4 separate regions of the Mus musculus genome follow, and regions 1, 3 and 4 are each linked to region 2. A link is a contact called in public promoter capture Hi-C data. All regions are on one chromosome and are shown on one strand. Each heading gives the region's core, a stretch centred on a gene start, on an enhancer-like site or on the middle of the called end of the contact. The rest is flanking DNA. Distances are from core to core; before and after follow the strand shown. Region 1 holds the start of Ttl (tubulin tyrosine ligase). Region 2 holds the start of Ptpra (protein tyrosine phosphatase, receptor type, A). Region 3 holds the start of Tmem230 (transmembrane protein 230). Region 4 holds the start of Smox (spermine oxidase).

Region 1 (4,503 bases), core at 706-3,205, 1.4 Mb before region 2:
TAATAACAAAAATTGAAGTGTTCTAAGGGCTAGTGGAAGACTCAATGTGGCCTTTTTGAAGTTGTTCTTCCACCAGCAGAGTAGCTGCTTCAATGTTTACATTTGTTAAGGGTCACTTGTGTTTGTGATATTTTGTTACTTTCTTTTCAGAAGTCAGACTCCTCCTCTGAGGTTGGTTTTTTTCTCTTCTGATTCACCACGACTCTCTCCTGAACTACTTTTCTCAGACTTTTCTGTTGAGGAATAAACATTTTTCTTAGATCCTGAGTGAGACTGTAGTAATGGAGTCTGCTCATGAGGTGAATCTGATGCTGCTTGGGCGCCTAAGGCCTTTCTGTCATCTGCTAATGTTTCCTCAAGTGTATTCCAAATAGCAAACGAAGAGCAAATGCTGTAAGGGGCACACCTTTTCCTCCATTCTCTATAAACCAGTTTTTAATATCTAACCCTAACTTCTTCCATGTATCCACATCTAAACTTCCCCTTTCTGGGAGCCAGGGACTGACTGTACAAACTGAAGAAAGTCAGTCAGATGGCTAGTTTTAACCTTAAAGACTTTTCTTTCTTTCTTTCTTTCTTTCTTTCTTTCGGGTTTTTTGTTTTGTTTTGGTTTGGTTTAGTTTTTCGAGACAGGGTTTCTCTGTATATAGTTCTGGCTGTCCTGGAACTCACTCTGTAGACCAGGCTGGCCTCGAACTCAGAAATCCGCCTGCCTCTGCCTCCCAAGTGCTGGGATTAAGGGCGTGCTCCACCATTGCCCAGCTAAGACTCTTTTCTTAAGAGTATACTTATTAATATCTGTAAAGAACTCTCTATCTGTAGATTCACTTTGTCCCATCTTGAGAGATACCCATGAAATGCACACAACCCAGAACTGATGTCTTCTGACCTAAGACGGGTGCTGATAGCTTCCAACAGAACAGCTAGGCACTGATGGCACCTAGTATCAGCCTCTGCTGATGGCAGCAGGCAATAAAAGCCAGAGCTGATGGCTCCTGGCTTAACATGGGCACTGATGGTACCCAACCAGGAACTGATGGCCCCAACTATCCGCCTCTACTGATGGCAGAAGACAATTTAACTGCACACTCCTTGTCCAATGGATTTGTAAGACCCAGTTAAGAGTCCTATCTGTGTCCACTTACCTTATTCAATGTCGCTGTTCGGGTGCCAAATTAGAACATTGGGAGCCTCCTGGCCCGGGCCAGGGGTAGCAGTGGAGTCACAGAGTAAGGACTCTGGTGATGGCTTTAACGTCTGAGGGTCTTGGGGCTTTCTAGCTCTCTAATTATACTGAAATGCTGATGATAACTTCTAAAAAGTCCTAAAAACTTTCTTGCTCTTTCTGAGGGCTTGCTTGCTGGCTTAGGCGATTAACACCTGTAGCCTATCAGGGGAGGATTAAGCAATACAGCCTTTGTTCTATCTCAGCAGGAATCTTTCCTAAAATGAGTCCCTCATAGCCTTGCTTAATGAGGGCTCACTGTCGCAGATTATATAATAATCCAAGGCAGGCTACTTCAGGATGATCACCTGCTAGTTATTAGCTTGTCCCATTATGGCTCCTGACATGTGTCCGATTTTACCGCACCCAGATCAAACCCAGAGCTCAGTGCTGGCTAAGCAAGCACTCTACCAACTGAGCTACACCCATGCCTGGATCTTTTGTTTCATCCACCAAATCTGATTTTGAACTTGGTGGAAGACCCAGACAGAGGGCGGAAAGGGATATTGGCGGGCTATGGCGCAGCTGGAATTATTTCCCTTGGTCTCTCCACCGCAGTTTGCTATTACTGCAGCCACACTTGAGACCCATGTCACCGGCCACACACTGAGTGGCGGGGCGGCCCTGGTGGGCCCTGCTTGGGAGCTCCTGCCGCCGCAACCCGCAGACCTGCCCTTAGCGCCGCGCGGAATCACGGTCGTGGGCGGGGCGCCGGCGGTGGGCGGGGCGCTGGGGGTGGGCGCGGCGTCCGGGTGGCGCTCGCCACTCGGGCGGTGGCGCGGGCGCCCAGGGCAGACACTAGGGTAATCCGGAGGCGCGGCCCTGGAATTAGACCGACAGCGGGGCTGAGGCTGAGGCTGGGGCAGTGTGCACGCGGGGCCGCCGTGCCCTGGACTCGTGTAGCGGCTGCGGGGCGCGCTGCCCTTCGCCATGTACACCTTCGTGGTGCGCGACGAGAATAGCAGCGTCTACGCCGAGGTCTCCCGGCTGCTGCTGGCCACCGGCTACTGGAAGAGGCTACGGCGAGACAACCCCAGGTTCAACCTGATGCTGGGGGAGAGGAACCGACTGCCCTTCGGGAGACTAGGTGAGCCCTTCCCTCGTGGCCGCTGCGCGCATGAATCGGAGAGCGAGCGCTTTTGTTTTTTAAGGTCATTAATCTTCCCTAGGCGCGAGCTCACCTTAGCAGATATAAAATGGGTCTAGCAAGACCTAAACCCGTAGCTGGATTTGGAACGGAGTCTGGGTGCGGTTGCCCTGTCTGCTGACAGTGACCTATACCCGCACTCAGGGTGTCGGCCTGGTTCCCCTGCTTCCCTGGGCCCGCATCAGTCATCTTGCAGCTTTCCGCCACTTAGGATTCAGCTCTGTGTGGTGTGGGCGTGGAAGGGGAGTTGAAACCGCCGAGGCTTGGGTTACCCGGAGGCCAAGATGAACCGGCAGGGAATTTGGAGAAAACTCACTGACTTACCCAAAGCAGGAGCTTCCAGGGAAGCTGGAGCGTGGGGAGCTGTTCCATTTCAGACCTTTCCTTTAGCTGCACCAAAAGTTTACATTTGCAGCTGCATTTAGTGATGTTTTCTTACACGATCTTGGGTGACTTTTGCTCTCCTCATCCACATGTGCGAAACTGGCTTGGTACCATTCTATTCGCGTACTCTCATGTAGGAAGGGACAGCAACTCCCTTTTAAATGACGTAATCTTGAAGTTGTCCTAATGGGTTCAACTAGCATCCCACAGACTTGAACCTGGTCTCATGGTCCCTTCACTACATAGTCATCTGGGGAGGGCTTGCCTCTCTCTGGGTGTCTGGTTCTTTTCCAGAATTTCACTTGGGGGTGGGATCATTTGTATTTCAAGGACAGAAGAGGAGGGGGGCATCTCTACCTTAGCAAACACCCCAGAAAGTAGTGTCCCGTGTCCTGAAGAGGAGAGGTTTTTTTCAGACATAGGTGTGGTCAGCGGTGGATGAGGCTAAACGGAAAGCAGTTTGTTTGGAACTAACAGGCAATTTGGCAAGCTTGCATAGGGCACTTGGGTGACATTATAGCCACAGCAAGCTATGATGGCTTATGGAATGAAGTTTGTTAAGGCTTAGTCTTACTGAATTAGTTCAGGGACAACTTTTCATTATTATACATGTTTATACTCTAGCGTGGCGACTCCATGGAGTGGTGGTTGGAAGACTCAGACGTCACAGACTAGAAAATGTGCTTAGAAACTGATGTCCTGTGGTAGCAGATTCCTCCGGAAGGGCTCAGCAAAGAAAGCCCCTCAAAACTAAGTTCCCTGAGAGAAGCACAGGAGCGGCTGACTGGGTCGTTTCTCCTAACTTTACTGCTTCCCTTGCTGGCACCTGACAATGCCTGGTGGTAAGAACCTAGGTAGAACCAAAAGGCTCTCCCAGCCTGGTGTGGGAGTGACTGGCCTTGTCAGTGTGCTGACAGATAGAAACCCTTTGGAATCCCAGGCCTGAGAAGGCAACATGAATTTAGCAGATGACCAGCACATTTTATTTTTATGGAAAAGACAGATGTATTCTCTAAATAAAATGGTTCTAATCCCTTGCCGTTGGGAGGATTCTCTTTTTGTCTAAAGTGGGCTGCATAAAACCCACGGAGAAAGCACGGAGAGTCATGTTCAGGCGCTGAAAGGTCGGGGCCAATAGGGCGAGAAGGTACCAGGTCAACAGGGACTTGGGCTTGTCTTCCCAAGGGAGATTGTGCAAACCAGATAATGTCTGAAAGTTCTGATTTGGTTGTGTGCTATGGTTGGATTAATTATTGTTACCTTTGACACCCAACTCAAAGTCTTTTTAAAATCTTACTTTTTGTTGCAAAGCATTTTGTTAGGGGTTAATTTTTTTAAATAAAACATATTTTTGTTGTATCCTTTTATTTCTAATCATTTATCTGTATTTATTTCATTGTATCATTGTGGTGCTTGAACCCAAGGTGGGGATTAAACCCAAGGCCCCCATATATGCCAAGGATGCGCACAGTACTGCTAAGCTACACTCTGAGCCTCCAGTTGTGGTTTTAAAAGGGTTTCTGTAGTAAGAACTAATGAAATGTCTCCTGGTGGGATCGTGTGAAGAAGTGTTCAGAGCTTCTGATGGCCTTTCCACTACCTCCTTTCACTTCTTAGTGGCTTCTAGAAGCTCCTTAAAGTAGATGACCTATACTCTGCTGCCTTCTTTGATATTTGGAGAATGTGATGTTGGGATGGAGGTGTGGCTGTAGTCAAGTAGCCTTGCTCAACAGATTACAAGTTTATG
Region 2 (4,843 bases), core at 2,312-4,811:
AACCTGTTAACTTAGGCTGCAGGACCCTCTTCTGGTCTACAAGGGTGTTCTCATGTACATATACACATTGTTCCTCCTACACACACACACACAAATCTTAAAAAGAGTTTGGCCAAGCATAGTGGCACATACCTCTAATCCCAGCTTTCAGGAGGCAGGGTAGGCAGATCTCCGAATTCTGAGTTCCAGGCTAGCCAAGGGCTTCATAGTGAGATCCTGTCTCAAAACAAAACAAACAAACAAACAAAAACAGAAATGAGAGAAAGAGGCCTTCAAATCCAGCCTGGGAAAGACCCTGTCTCAGTAACACAAAGAACAAATTACAGACATCAGGATAATTCTCCCCTAAATATTAGAAAATGCATTTCATAATACTTAACTGTCTTAACTGGCCTAGTTAAAGTTTCTATTGCTGTGATAAAACGCCATGACTAAAAGCAACTTGGGGAGGAGAGGATTGATTTAACTTGTTCTTCCACATCGCTGTTTATCACTAAAGAAAGTCAGGGCAAGAACCTAGAGGCAGGAGTTGATGCAGAGATTATAGATGGTGCTACTTACTGGCTTGCTCATAATGGCTTGCTTGGCCTGCTTTCTTATAAAATTCAGGACCACCAGTGCAGGGATGGCACCACCCACAATGGGCTGTGCTCTTCACTATCACAAGTTAAGAAAATGTTCTACAGCTAGGTCTTAGGATGGCATTTTCTCAATTGAGGTTCTCTCCTTTCAGAAGAGTCTAGTTTGTGTCAAGTTGACATTAAATTAGCCAGCATATAAACTATAGAGTTATTTGCAGCTATTTTCCTTGTGTGTGTGTGTAAAATGAAATAATGAAATACACTGAACTTTTTGTTGCTGTTTTCTTAGAAATATTTTTCATACACTATATTTTGATCATGTTTCCCCTCCCCCCAACTCCTTCCATATCCTCCCAACCTTCTACCCATTCAACTTCATGTTTCTTTCTCTCCCTTCGTTGGGGGGAGGGGGTAGAAGCAAAAAACGGAAAATCGAAACTTTAAAAAAATCAGTAAAGCACACACATACAAACAAACAAAAGTGGAGTGTGATTGATTATACCCAGTGACACTTTAATTAAAAGAACTAATTTTCCCTTTCCCAGCACTAGTCAATTGCAAATAGCTTCTTTGTTGGAAATAAGACTTTGTATCTACTTACTCATTTCAGGAAATTTATAGATATTAAAGGGCACATTTACTGAGTTTTCACAAGTTTTCACTTATAAATATTCATATCTAAAAATTAGGATTGGGTTCTTGGGGGCTAACTAAAACAGAATACTTGCTAAATTTGTATGAGCCCCCAAGGTCTTCATCCCTGCAAAATAAAAGTCAAAAGCAGAGCTGTTGTTGTTTCAAGTTCTTACTTGCACAACTAAAATTAGTATAAAATATCTTCCTCCTTGAGAATTGTACAAGCAGGCCTGTGTCAGTGGTCTGGGATTGGATCAAGTCCTATCTAAGGGTTTGGGTTAGGATTTAAGCTTGGGGCCAAGTATGGAAGAGCTTCTAGATTAAGTTACCCATGGTGGCCATAGAGTAGATGAGGTCAGAGAGCCTGCCTGGTCTTAGTTACAGAACTTCAGCAAATGACCCTCAGAAGATGGGCAGTAAGTAGCCTGGGAAGGTGCTTGGTTTTCATTTATTTCAATTTTCGTATTTCTTGGCTTCATTTTCACCTTGGCACTTTAGTGAACATTCTTGTTAGTCTATTACCCATGTCCACCCCAGAATGTTTGCTCCTGAGAGTTGACATCTCTGACTTACTCTGAGAGGTGTCCAGTGCATGATCTGCATTCAGGACATAGAGAACAACTCATTGCTTCATTTACTAGACAGAAAGGTAGGCAGGGAGGGGAAGTGACTTGGACTTTTGAGGGGAAATGGGGCTCCTTTAATCCTATCCTTCAGCCCTGCTATTCCAGTTCTTACCTGCAGGCACCAATGCAGCAGAGAACAGGGAGCTCCCACTTATCTTTCTCTTGGTTCCTTTTTTTCTATTTTATTTTTCTTCCAAGATGGCTCTTGATTGTGCTAATGGGGTAGGGAGCTCTGAAAAGGACCAGGAGTCATAGGTTAACTGTAAATAAGAAAAATTTCAAAAAAATTAAAAAAACAAAAAACCCCAAAACAAAACAAACAAACAAACAAACAAACAAAAAACCGAAAGAAAGAAAAAGAAAGAAAAGAAAAAAAGTTTGCTGGTAGGGTTTGCTCTAAAGCCAAGAGGCTGCTTTCTTAGCCAAGAACCAGTATTTTTCAGATTTGTTTTGTTCTGTGTTGGTCTTGTTTTGTAAAGTATTGTGTTCTAGTGAAAGACCCAACTTTTCATTTGGTCACTTTTCAATTTGCTGTGTATTTGCATCCCTGATAGACTTTGTACTTTCTAGGAAATGGGCTTCTGGAACTTGTAGGAGGAGCGGACCTCATTGGCAGGAGTCTGACATTTAGGAGACAGGATAGAGGTCTTGTAGACTGTCACTGAGATGGCCCTGAGGAGGGAGATCAAGAGTCACAAATCTTAACTCAAGGAGAGGTTTTTACTACCCAGAGGGAGGAAGTTTAAAGAAGGCCCGCTTCAACGCACATTTGCAGGTCCTGGCTCTGGTCTGCGCACACTTACTTATTCAACAAATAAAGGAAGGGTGTTTGCATAGAGTTCTAACTTGGCGCCCTAGGTCTAGCAGCATCCAAAGTGCTCTAAACTGAGGACTGCTACCTTCCGAAAAAATCGACTTATGGTTCCTAGAAGCTAGATGCACAAAGAACGCTGTTCGCTTCCCTGGTCTCTCTCAGCGCTTTCAATCTTCTCCTGACCACTATGCATGTATCAAGAAGTATCTCCCCGCTCGCTGCGGAGCACCGTGTGCTGTGCTTCCATCCAGCTCTAGAGAATCAGGCCCAGCTTGCACATCTGGAAAGCAAGAGAGATTTCCCTAGGGTTCGGGTGGGGATGATGTGGGCTGGTTTATTTAAGATGACATACTCAGAGCTAGACCGGTCCTAGGTACTAGGCAAATTCTTCTCGCAATTACATCCTTTAAGTGCCTTACAACTAACTCTCTCTCTCTCTCTCTCTCTCTCTCGTGTGTGTGTGTGTGTGTGTGTGTGTGTGACAGAGAGAGAGAGAGAGAGAGAGAGAGAGAGAGAGAGCGAGAGCGCGAGAGAGGCAGAGGCAGAGGCAGAGGCGCGGGGTGTGTTAGAGAGAGGATCACATTTGGAGAAGGATGGAGATGGCTTTCGAGTGCCTGAGTTCACCAGTTGGTGTGGCTTGTGCCTGGTGTCAGTTTCCTCATCTGTAAACAAGGAAAAAAGCCCATGCCCGGGGGCCTAGGACCGTGACTAGGTGGGAGACGTGTGCCAGGGGAGGATAGGGAGCGTCCTGTCCTGTTACCCGGAGACCCCCAGTGCGCCCGGGGAACTCCGCGGCGCAGCGGGGCGCGCAGGGGTGGGGCTCACGGAGGCGGAGACGCCCGCCCGGCGTCAGCGAACCAGCGCCCGCCTCTCAACGGCCAATGACGAAGCGCCTTACAGCCCAGGCCGCGACGGGAGAGAGGCTGCGGCGAGTGAGGCGCTGACAGGGACTCGCGGGGGCATCTTGCACAGACCCCTGGACCACGCCGCCATCGCAGCCTCCAGCCCAGTCCTCTCTCTGCCGCTTCTCCTCGCCATGGAGGCGAGGCCGCCGCCGCCGCCGCGGGGCTTCGAGCAGCGGACCGGGCGGCGGCCCTGAGGGGAGCGGCGGGCCGAGACGCCGCCGCGGTCCTGAGGCGGAGCTGCCGTGCGCGTCCCCCGCGGTCCCGCCCAGCGCCGGGCTCGGTAAGCGTTCGCGCCTGCCGCCGTCGGGAGGGCTCGGGGAGGTGGGGTGGCTCGGCCGCGCGTGGGAGCGGTCCCTGGATCCTATCCTGGAGGAGCGCCTCTGGCTTGTGCATCCTGGCACCGTGGACAGGGGGAGGGGGTCCCGGAAACGTGCGGGACACAGACAGGCTGGAACTTTGCGGACGTCCTCCTCCGGCCCGGGCCAGGGCGCTGCCGTAGTTCATTCTGAAAGAAAAAAACTTTGAGCAGCGAAAATGGGATTTGCTCAGGTCCATTTAATGGGAGGAGATAGGTGGCACACGCAGTGACCATCCCACCTCCCACCTTCCCCTTAAGACCCCTTCCTGGTCCTACTCCCAGGCCCCTCTCTGCCGCCCATTCCCAACTGTTGTGTATGCTTAAGAAGGAAAATATGGACTTAAGCTACCCAGAATTCAAAAGCAGCCACTTGGGAACGCACATCTCCTGTGTTTACTTTCAGTAATTCTTAAAAATTGCCACGGGGGGGGGGGGTTGAGCCCCTAATATTTCCTAAAAATAACAACTACAGAGGCAGAGATGATCCTGTCTATTAGAGGGTTTTGTTGTTGATAGTGATGATATTTGTAGGACAAGCAAAAAAATGTTCCAAACCCTCTTGGACAGAGTGTGATGTCGGCCGAAGCCCTTGGCTAGGATAGGGAATTTCTGTTGAAAACCAGCCTCATGTCCCCGGCTATGGCACCACTTGTTACCTGCTAACTCTTGAAGCAGCCAGAGAACCAAAAGATGGTGGATGAGGAAAGACTGGGACAGGATGAACATCTTTCTGTCTGGATACTCCTTTCGAAAACGTAGATCAGACGCTGTCATTTGTGTGCTTAAAAACTCCTTCACTTTCCTTCCTCTGTGAATGAGATGGAGGAAAACCCAGATGCCTTACCGTTCCCTACAAGGCTCTTGGCAGTCCTTCCTGAACTTAATCTTTGATGGTTACCTCAGTCCTCTCATTCTCCTTTCTC
Region 3 (5,025 bases), core at 324-2,823, 1.8 Mb after region 2:
GTACACACTAAGCATGCTTCCTTTATGGATCTAGGTTGACTTCACAGAAAGACACCAAAGGCACTTCACCAAGAATCAGGCTCTGTTCAATCTGCTACCGATGTTTCTGGCCTAATTTTCTAAAGTCCAATGTTCACATTTTCAACCCCTCCCTTACAGTACTGCCTACCCCTTAACTTTCCTCAGGAGCATAAATTCACATAACTTTTTTGTCTGCCATGAAAGGAGGAGGAGGAGGATAAGGAATGACACACACATCAGCATCGTGTCTACTTCTAGGTGTGGTACGGTTCTATGTACAAATTCTTATCCATGTGGGAAACGCCCTGGCTATCCATACCACACTAGACATCCACGGCCACCTGCCTCTCTGCTCCCATCCCAAGCATGAAACAAGTGAGTTTACATTCCACATCATGTAGCTCCTGAAAAAACGGATCTAAAAATCCGTTTTACTCAAACTATTCAAAGCAGACAGACATAATAAAAATCATAACTACTGAATTATTTGAGAGTAGGTAAAATTTAAAAGCAATGACGTTTAAATCTTAAAAGTTTGAAATTTAAGCTCAGTACTTCAGTAGGTTACTCTAATCCCAACTACTTGGGAAGAAAGGTGTGGATATACGAAGTTGGAGGCCAGTCTGGGCAACATAGGAAGACCAGACACTCTCCCCTACCATAAATGAAATGTGTGGATTCTTTATAAAGTCATACAATTATGTAAACAAAACAGACTATTTTATTTGCAATGGCATTTGAATTCTAAACGCAAAAAGTCCATCTTTAAGAAGAAAACTAAGTGGCCTTCACTGGTGTGATGTTTTGCACATAATCTCCACAATGGCATGTGATATTTTTTCGATCTTAATGAGCTGCCAGACACTGGTATTACAGTCGACCTTAAGTAACTAGCATGCAAAAAACTGGTGTCAAGTGTTTCTGCGTTTTGGTTAATTACATCCTAGTTCAGAAGTACTAAAAAGGAGCAACGGGAATCCATTTACATTTCTAAACCTTAGGTACTAGGTTTTTGATGTTGCCATCCCATAACATGTTTAATTCCTCATATCTAAAAGTTGAAGCTACCAATAAGCAGGATTTTCGAAGCATTAAACCATGCCTGATTTGTATTACAAGTTATAAAGTTATGTACTTTCCACTTATAAACTCGCACCAAAACAAAAACGTTGCAGCACGACAACGAAATGGGAAGATTTGTTTTTCTTAGCAAGGGATTCTAGAGTGGCGTTATCACATAGTAAATGACAACTTAAAAAACTATCAGCCCAAGTTTCTGCTACACTTTTTACCGGCCCCACCACGATTTCTGCCCACCCTCCCGGGCCCACAAGGACCTAAGCGTGGCGCTGTGGACAACCTCTCGTCGCCCTCCGCCGCCGCCAACGTGAACTAACTGTCTCCGGGAAGCAGCCTCGGTGGCAGGGCCAGGTCTCGCGGCTGGCTTCCGGGAGCGCGCGCCCGCCCCCTACCCGCGCTGCGCTCCCCGTTCTCCGTTAGGCGCGCTCGCAAGGCTCGCTCAACAGCCAAGCGGAAGGGGCGGTCTTAAGGACAGCCCAGCGGAAGTGACGTGGCGGATAGAGGCGCACCGGAAGTGCTGTCACCAGGAAATCGTGTCATCGAATCTTGCTTCCAGGGCACATGGCTGGAGGGCTTCATTGCTGTCTTGTTTTATGTTTGGTAGCGTTTCTTTACGTAGCGCAGGCTGTCCTGGAACTCAGGATGCTGATTAGGCTGGCCTCGAACATAAGGTTTGCCTGGGACAAATGGCGAATGCCACCATGCTCAACCGGGTAGCGGCTTGCTTTTGCCCTGGTGACCAGGACCTGCTACCTCCATAGGGTGGGCGGGCGCGTACTTAGGGTCTCACCCACCAGGATCGAGTTCACAGCAAAACTGTTGAGGTTCCAGTCCTGACCCCATGGCCACATCGGTGCACAGCAGAGTCCTGGGTATCCAGAGGGGTGGACAAGGGATACCCACCAGGAATCTTGCCCTGTCCTAAACACCCCTATGCTGACACTGGTCACCACTCACTAATTAGCGTTCTCACAGCCCCAAAATCTTGTTATTACTACCTGATTATTAAACACTACCCAGGTAAGTGTCCTACCTACCAGACACAGCTGAGTTCTAACATTCATCCTCATGAAAGTGACGTCTTGATAAAGCATTCCCACCACTCCAGAGTTCTCTGAGAGCAGTATTTGCAGGCTACTTCCTTCTGCACTTAATTGGCTCAAAGTATTGAACAGTTGTAGCTACTAGGCATGAGCTCTAACCAACAACCTCCCAGAACAAAGCTGTATTGTCTACATACTGTCAAACATGAAATACAAAGGAAAAATATCTTGGGGTCCACAGATAGAGCTTAGTATTTAAAGGCCTTCAAATGTGGCCTCCCGGAACAGAGCAAACAGGCTCTATACTAGCCATGGTTTGAGATCCTGCTGAAATATAGCAAGAACTGAAAATGGTTCCCCACACCAAACCAGGTTAACACACGCATGCTCACTCATACCTGCAAAAGACACACACACATAAAAACTGAGAGGGGAGGTAGGATAATTTGTCACCAAGCTTGAAGAACTTCATTCAACCCCTGGAAGCCAGGGTGCTGGGGTATACCAATTCCTATAAAATTGTCCTGACCCCCACATGAGCCTCACACATACACAATAAATATACTCAAATATTCTTTAGTTTTATGTAGCATATCATGATCAAAACCACAGGGCCTTTTTAACCCTTCTTGGATCAAGTAGCCACGAAGTTTGGGCCTTTGCTTCACTCAAGATGGACTGTATGTAGTCCTGGTTGGCCTAGGGAGAGATTTATCCACCCCACCCCCTGCACTGCCATTAAAGTTGTATTTTAAAAGAGCTACATCCCAAACAAGGCTACCAGAAAACTTTGCACAACGTAATTACATAAACTCAAGAGAAACATTTTTTTATTGCTATCTCCACGATGGAAGAGAGAACAAAAGCCCATTTACCTAACAGGGTATAACTATTCAGTAGCCATGGTACAAAGGCGGCACTGCTCTATGACTTTTCAAATTGTTAACTTTATTTAAATTGAACAATATTTCTTAAAACTGCATTTAGCGTCAAGATCATTGATGAAAATCACCAGTATTTGTAAAGCAGAAACATTCATGTTAACAAAACTAGTTTTTACTTTGGAGCTTATTCTTTAAGCAAATTATGGAGAATGGAGAGAAAAGAAAGTAGGTTATTTACAGAAGATATCTACATATTTTATTTTAATATTTAAGAATACTCAGGTACAAACTTGGTGACAGAAAAGACCTCAGGACACGCTGGCATCTCAGGAGCAATCTTCAAAGGTTTAGTTTTCTCAATTTCTAGCAATGCCTAAGATGCTTCCTCATCTTCAATCTTGGGAGCCAAATAATACTTTAAGTGTCCCATGTCAGCAATTTTATACTCTACAACTGAAAGACAGGAAAAATTAAACCACCGAATACTATAAATACCACATTACAAAACAATGTTCAAACTTATCATCTTACCAAGGGGCACATCTGCAGACATACTGAGTGTTACTGTAGGAGACAGTGGAGTGGCTTTTGTGAAAAAGTTCAGGTACCTCAGAGCAAACGTTAGGTGAACAGGCTCATTCATCTCTATGGTTACCTAGAGGAGAAAACAGGCTCACTGTAGACATCAGAAACTCACACTATTAGATCACGGTATTATACCACAAAGCAAAACAAATAGTTATCATTTTGGAAGGGTTGATGAAAACCTTGACTAAAGAAGAAAAAAGTCTAGCTTGCCCATCCTGTAGAGCCACACCCCAAGCAATCAAAACAAAGGAGAAAGTTGTTCCTATTCAGATTGTACATACTTCTCTTGCAAAGAATGCATGAAGAGAGGAAGATAACACATAACCACTTCCAAAAACAAGAACCAACAGCTGAATGCAAGCTAAGGGACAGTAAACCAGTCTTCATTGTATGATTATCAATTTTATTCAATTCCCAATCCTTGAACATGTGGATACTGAAAAATTCCTTAATTTCTTTTGTTGTGGAAATGCTTGCACATCAGACAAATACTGATGAATTACATGTCAGTATTTGAGAACTGAGGAGCTGAAGTTGATATGGAAGTAGAAATAATTCAGCAGATTAAGGTTAAGAACTAGTTCTTGGGTTGTGTGTTTATCTATGTTCGAATTCTTACACTTTCATTTACTTTAAATTCATGCAGAGGCCAAGTAACACCTTATATTTACCTTAAATACTTGCAGTAAGCACTCTGAATTTCACTATACTAAACCCTAAAAATCCTATTTAGTTCAGACTTCTGTGTGTAATTCTGATGCTCAGGCTAGCTAGCAAAACTTAAAAAAGAAAAAAAAAAGTGTAGCCATGAAATATACATTGGATTCCTGAGAAAAAGCCTCGATTCAGGGATACTTAGAAATTAAAGAGGCCTAGTATGTTCTACTTGAATGAGGAGGACTCGGAGAACATCTTCCTTTGCCTTCCCAATTTCTTCCTCATTCTTTTTGAGCTAGATTTTCTGCCAGGTTGACTTTAAGCTGAGAATCTTCCTGCTGTAGCTTTGAGTACTACAGTTGTGGGTTTGAGACATCATGCCCAGCTTTCTCTATGGATGTAACTGTCAAGAGCATTTAATACAACTCTTTCCACATTTTGTGAAGTCTTTCTTATTTCCCTTGGGACTGCAAATACTCTTGAACCTGCAACACATAAAGCTACATACACCCCCAACCATTTTCTTTTGCTCACTTGCCAACCCTCACTTATTTGCCAAGAGTATTTCCAGGAAGCAAAAGGCTGTACACTTAGCTTTCCAAATGCTACCTGTAAAAGCTTATGGAGTCGTCTCTGAGCTCTAAGATAGCTTGGTCTACTCAAGACTCCATCTCAAAATGAATGAATAAATAAAAACAAAAGCCGAGGCTCCATCCCTGCTTCAGACACCTAACTGGACGCCCCCTTACTAC
Region 4 (4,991 bases), core at 1,819-4,318, 1.0 Mb after region 2:
AGAGATGCCTCTTACAGAGTTTAATGCTGCAAAGCCAGTGGAGGGAGCACAGGAGGGCATCTCTCAGATGATGCACCAAGAACCAAATCCGTCTCTAGCTAGAAAAAGAGCATTTGAACCAACAACAGAATGTCTCATGCATAAATGATGCTTCGTGTCTTCACCAATGGTAGCACACCTAACATAATACAAATGGGTATTTTTGTCTACAGGTCTAGTATAGGCCATGACAGTGCCTCTGCCAGGCCACTAGGGGAAGTGTGTTCCCTCTGTCCTGGGTGGAGATGGTTATAGGATCATCTGAGTTCATTTGGGTGACTGATAGCAAAAAGTCTGTTACAAATGGAAACAATCTTGCCTGAGTTTGTGCCTTCAGGAGACAGAAAAACCAGGGCATTCTTTTTGTCTATGCAGTGTTCCAAACAGCTCAACTGACCTAAGGGTAGTCTAGTTGGATGCTTGACTGGCAGCCTTTTGCTCAAAGCAATGAAGCCAGAGAGACAGAATCCAATAATTGCTAATTAGGGAGCAAGATCTCCCCACTCCCCAACATCTTTCTGACAAGGGCATAAATATCAGTAGTACTTTTAACCAGAACTTTAAAACATCATTAATAGTAATAGTGATTCCCCCCCCCCCCCCACAAGGTTTTTTTGTGTAGTCCATGATGTCCTGGAACTTGCTCTGCAGTTTGAGGCTGGCCTCAAACTCAGAGATCTGCCTACCTCTGGAGTGCTGGGATTAGAAGCATGTGTCAACAAGTCCAGCTAGTAATAGCAACTTTAAAAACAGTTTTAACAATGCTTAACACCCAAAGTGCGCCAGGAATAGGTGGATCTTTCTTATCTGCCTCAATTGGAACACAAGTATCTTTAATGGCTTTTGGAGGGGAACTTAGTACAAGCTTGGCACACACAGCTCTGGGGCCGTTCACCTTCTGGTAGTAAACAGGGCCCTGTAATTATTCTTCTTCCCTCCCTATCCATATGGCTTAGAATAGATGGCCTGGCTCCAGGCTACACCTCAGTGACTGCCTCGGGATGACATATGAACCAGTCAGAGCCAACTATTTGACTGAAAGAAATGAGGATGAGGTCTGTGGGGATGGGGCTCAGAGCTGCTGAAAACAGGTTTTCATTGTGAAGAGCAGGTTTGAATTTTTATTTATTTATTTGGGCCATTGCATACCCGAGTCAGTTATACTGCTGGGCTTTTCTGTTATATGAGTAACTAAATTAAGCTGCTTGTTTGCACGCAAACCATTTGAATAGTTTTCTAAACAGTCAGATCAGATTAATATTTTTGTGTAATACCACCCTTTGGAGCAGGTATTACTTATTGAGGAGGAGGGAACGGAAACAAGAAGACACTAAGTAACTTGCCTAAGACCAAGTAACTACACAGAGGCTTTTTAGCCCTTAAAGTCACCCATAGCCATTCCACTCTTTGGTGGAGGGTGACAGAGCCACAGAGGAGAGTATGGTGTGTACCTGAGTTTAACCCCAGGAGTGCGTGGTGTTTTAAAGAGGGGTGGGAAGAGGGACTTCGAGTTTGGTGAAGGACTAGAGCCTTTCTGACAAGAAGAAACTTCACCAGAAATTCATTTGTCCCCTACCCAAATTGGCTCCTAGGTGGTTGGTTCCCTTTGGCTGGGACCATCAGAGCCACTTTTGCAGGGCTACCTCTTTCCAGGCCATATATATATATATATATATATATATATATATATGAATTATATATATAATTCAGTTTTGGGGATTGGCCCCAGAGCCTTGTCTATGTTGAGAAGTGTGTTCTGCTGTTGAGCCACATCTCTACTTCTTGCTTCTTTGAGGCAGGCTTTCACTGTGTGGCTCAGCCTGGCCTTGAAGTTGGTATGTAGCCAAGGCTAGCCTTGAACTCTGTACCCCCCCCCCCCCCACATGGCCTTCTGAGGCTGGGATCACGAGCATGTGATCCACATCCAGGATCTCTCCGGGCTGAACCTACAGCGACCTGTGCTCAGCATTGCCTGGTTCCAGGTTGAAATCAGGGGAGGGCCCCCTCCAGAGACACAGTTCGGAGTAGAGGCTCTGCGGCCACCAGGGGCTTGTATTCCCTCGGACCAAGTGTTGACCTGGTGTAGTACCAGCAAAACATACGAAAAAACAGATTAGGAGGTGCAGAGATGAATAAAAAATAATTTTCTTACTTTTGTGTGTGTGTGTGGAGGGGGAGAGTTGGGGGTGGTTCAAGACAGGATTTCTCTGTTTGACTCTGGCTGTCCTACACTTACTCTGTGGTTCAGACTGGCTTTGAACTCAGAGATCCACCTGCTTCTAGAGGGATTCCGCAGTGGTCCTAAACCTGTGGGTTACTATCCCTTAGGGTTCCAACGACCTTTCATAGGGGTCGCATGTCAGATATTTATTTATGTTTCAATTCATAACAGTAGCAACATTACAGTTACGAAGTAGCAATGAAATAATTTTATGGTTGGGGGGTCACTACAACACGAGGAACTGTGTGTCAGCATTAGGAAGCTGGAGAACCACCAGATTAAAGGCATGTGCCACTATTGCCCGCTAAAAAATAATTGATACCAATTAATTTTTTTTTGAAAAAAGGAAAAAGTGCCACCTAGTATTAACGTTGGCTTTTATTAAAAGTTTGAGGGTTTTACTAGGGAAATACACTTTTTAAAAAGGGCCACTTCAGGACATGGGCTGGGTACTGAGAGGATGTGAGCATTCTTTTCCTTTCACCTGAGGTTCCTGGTTCCCGCCGGCACCCACCTGAGACCTGCAGGACGAGAGACAGTCCAGGACAAGAGGGGCCCTTTCTTCTTTTCAAAAGGGCGGCAGAGTCTGGGTAAACTGAGGTGGGCGCAGCGCTCTGACAGTGCCGGAAGACCTCGTCTGCTTTGCAGGGCGGGGCGTCGCGGGGCTGGCTCTGTTTCTGGGCGGATAGGTGGGTGAGGCGTCCCTTTTGCGAGATAGGGGAGTGCAGGTGGCTGTGCCGCGGGCAACTCCAGGCTGGGTGGCCTCGGGCTCCCCGCCCCCGGTGGGCGGGCCCGGGGCGGAGCACCCAGGCGGGGTGGGCCGGGGACGCGAGGCGGAGCGGGGCCCCCGCACAGGCCCCGGCGGCTGGCTCGGCCCTACGGTCCCGGCGGCGGCTGCAGGAGGAAGCCCAGTGGCTGCGGAGGAGGGGAGGCGGAGAGGCCGAGGCCGCTCGCGAAGACGCTCCCGGGCTCCGCAAGGAAAGGTACCGTGCGGCCTCCCCGACCCGGGCTCGGACAGCCACCGAGCCTCGTAGGCAAGGGGCTCCCGATGGAGGCCGGCGGCGGGCGGTGGGCAGAAGAGGCTGCCCGGGCTGGCCGCGACCCCGGGGTCCGGGCCGCATCCTCCGGACGCCCAGCGCGGCGGCGCAGACAAAGCCGGCGAGGCACTCGGTCGGCCCGGAGGGTGTGCGCTGTGGAGGGGAGGGAACACAGCTTGCGGCGGCGGCGGCGGCGGCGGCGGCCCGGCGTCTGCCGGTCTCCTTGGGACAGCTGGAGGAGTGGGGAGCCGCTCTCCCGCGGGTTGCCCCGGGGCTCACAGGCTGCCCGGCTTGGCCGGAGCCAGGCTGACGAAGGGAAGGGAGCAAGTCGCTTCGCCGGGAAGGGGTGCCGAGGCCGGCCGCCGGCTTGGAGGTGGCGCGGCTGTGGAGCAGGTGAGCGGTGCGCGGACCTTTTGGGTCTTGCACCTGAGCAAACCGCGCCGTGGCTGGCCCTTTCGTGAGCCGTGCCCACAGGTTGTTGGAGGAGCCAACTGATAGTGGCACAGCACCGTCCCGCCTGGGGTCCACTTGGCCGAGCTTGTGGGGGAAACAGCAGGTGCTGAGTGGAGGTCACCCAGGCTGGGGGTAAAGAGAAGGTCAAGAAAGTGTTTGAATGGCCCTCATTTATTTGTGTTCTGCTACCTCTGTCCCTTTCCTCTTACAGAGGAAGGAGCATTACAGGGCTTGAAGGGCCGCGCTTCCTCCTGGGCCCTGTGACCATCCCTTTAGATGTCCCTGGCATTTCTTACCCAGCAGGTTTTGAGAACAGTCTTTGTCCGCCCTCGTCATTTCACAGTCTCCCTGTTTGGCTTTGAACCTCATCCCCCGTCAGCCAGGCACCCAATTCCCATCACAAGGATCTCCTCGGAAGTTCTGACTTTAAGCAGTGCCCCTAAGAAGCAGGCACCCTTTCCTTCTGCAGTCCATCCAGGGCCGCTCTAGCAGGTTTTGCTTGCCTTGCAGTGTCTTTAGAAAGCTCTGTCCTAGAGTTGTATCTTTCCCTGGGTGCCCCAGTTCCTCCCTTCTACCAGCCTGCCCTAGCCTGTCCCCTTCCCCTTAGTTTTGCTGTTAAATGCTTGAGGGCCCCAGGGCTCTGTTCTCAGCATTTCCTCTCCTGACTGCCCTTCTTGCCATCCTCTGTTCACTTTCTACCCCTGTTTTTATTCTTTCTTATGATTAAAAAATTAATTTATGAATACAAAGATCTCTGTTTTTGACTTATTTTATGTGTACTAGTATTTTGCCTGCATGCATGTGTGTGAGGTTGTCAGATCCCTGGAACTGCATTACAAGTAAGCTGTCTTGTGGGTGGGTGCTGGGAACTTAACTCTTGGTTCTCTGGAAGAGCAGCAAGTGTGCTTAACCGATGAACCATCTCTCCAGCCCAGAACTCAAAGATCTTAAGTGGTTTCATGCTCATGATTTTCAGTGGCAGATCTTGTCTCTGGCCCTAGCTGGATCCTACCGGTCTTCTGATGTCTTAATGTGGACAAAGCAGAATCCTGACAATGTCGGGGGCAGGATTGACAATACTTGGGTCATGACATCTGAGAGTGGCTGATAATCTATCTCTTAGGACAGGCAGCTCGGACCCCTTTCCACCCACCCTTCACAGCCAGTCCTAGAACAAGGCCTCTTGGTCCTTTGCAGAGTTCATCTAGGGTCCATTCTCCGTGCTAGGATGAACTTTGCAG

What was found. Promoter capture Hi-C pulls out the DNA fragments that hold promoters and counts their contacts.
Region 1: a promoter capture Hi-C map of liver shows a contact between it and region 2, with 4 times the contacts expected there. The contact joins the promoter of Ttl here to the promoter of Ptpra in region 2. A contact is called at or near these places in 2 of 39 promoter capture datasets (both in liver).
Region 3: a promoter capture Hi-C map of liver shows a contact between it and region 2, with 4 times the contacts expected there. The contact joins the promoter of Tmem230 here to the promoter of Ptpra in region 2. A contact is called at or near these places in 2 of 39 promoter capture datasets (liver and pre-B cells).
Region 4: a promoter capture Hi-C map of erythroid cells shows a contact between it and region 2, with 5 times the contacts expected there. The contact joins the promoter of Smox here to the promoter of Ptpra in region 2. A contact is called at or near these places in 2 of 39 promoter capture datasets (embryonic stem cells and erythroid cells).

What each region holds. Positions count from the first base shown.
Region 1 is chr2:129,063,992-129,068,494 of GRCm38.p6, forward strand. It overlaps Ttl (tubulin tyrosine ligase), which reads left to right and starts at 1,956. Exons shown (of 7, transcript NM_027192.2): 1 at 1,956-2,312. The coding sequence starts at 2,156. It overlaps Vinac1 (vinculin/alpha-catenin family member 1), which reads right to left and starts at 1,918. Exons shown (of 11, transcript NM_001370941.1): 1 at 1,146-1,918.
Region 2 is chr2:130,446,717-130,451,559 of GRCm38.p6, forward strand. Ptpra (protein tyrosine phosphatase, receptor type, A) reads left to right here and starts at 3,562. Exons shown (of 21, transcript NM_001163688.1): 1 at 3,562-3,842. It overlaps Gm52562 (predicted gene, 52562), which reads right to left. Exons shown (of 3, transcript NR_165481.1): 1 at 4,819-4,843; 2 at 4,577-4,728; 3 at 1,069-4,067.
Region 3 is chr2:132,246,215-132,251,239 of GRCm38.p6, forward strand. It overlaps Tmem230 (transmembrane protein 230), which reads right to left and starts at 1,574. Exons shown (of 4, transcript NM_027478.3): 1 at 1,359-1,574. Pcna (proliferating cell nuclear antigen) reads right to left here. Exons shown (of 6, transcript NM_011045.2): 5 at 3,560-3,683; 6 at 3,072-3,481. The coding sequence ends at 3,402.
Region 4 is chr2:131,488,794-131,493,784 of GRCm38.p6, forward strand. It overlaps Smox (spermine oxidase), which reads left to right and starts at 3,069. Exons shown (of 7, transcript NM_145533.2): 1 at 3,069-3,243. Gm30679 reads right to left here and starts at 3,483. Exons shown (of 2, transcript XM_030252306.1): 1 at 2,775-3,483. The coding sequence starts at 3,381.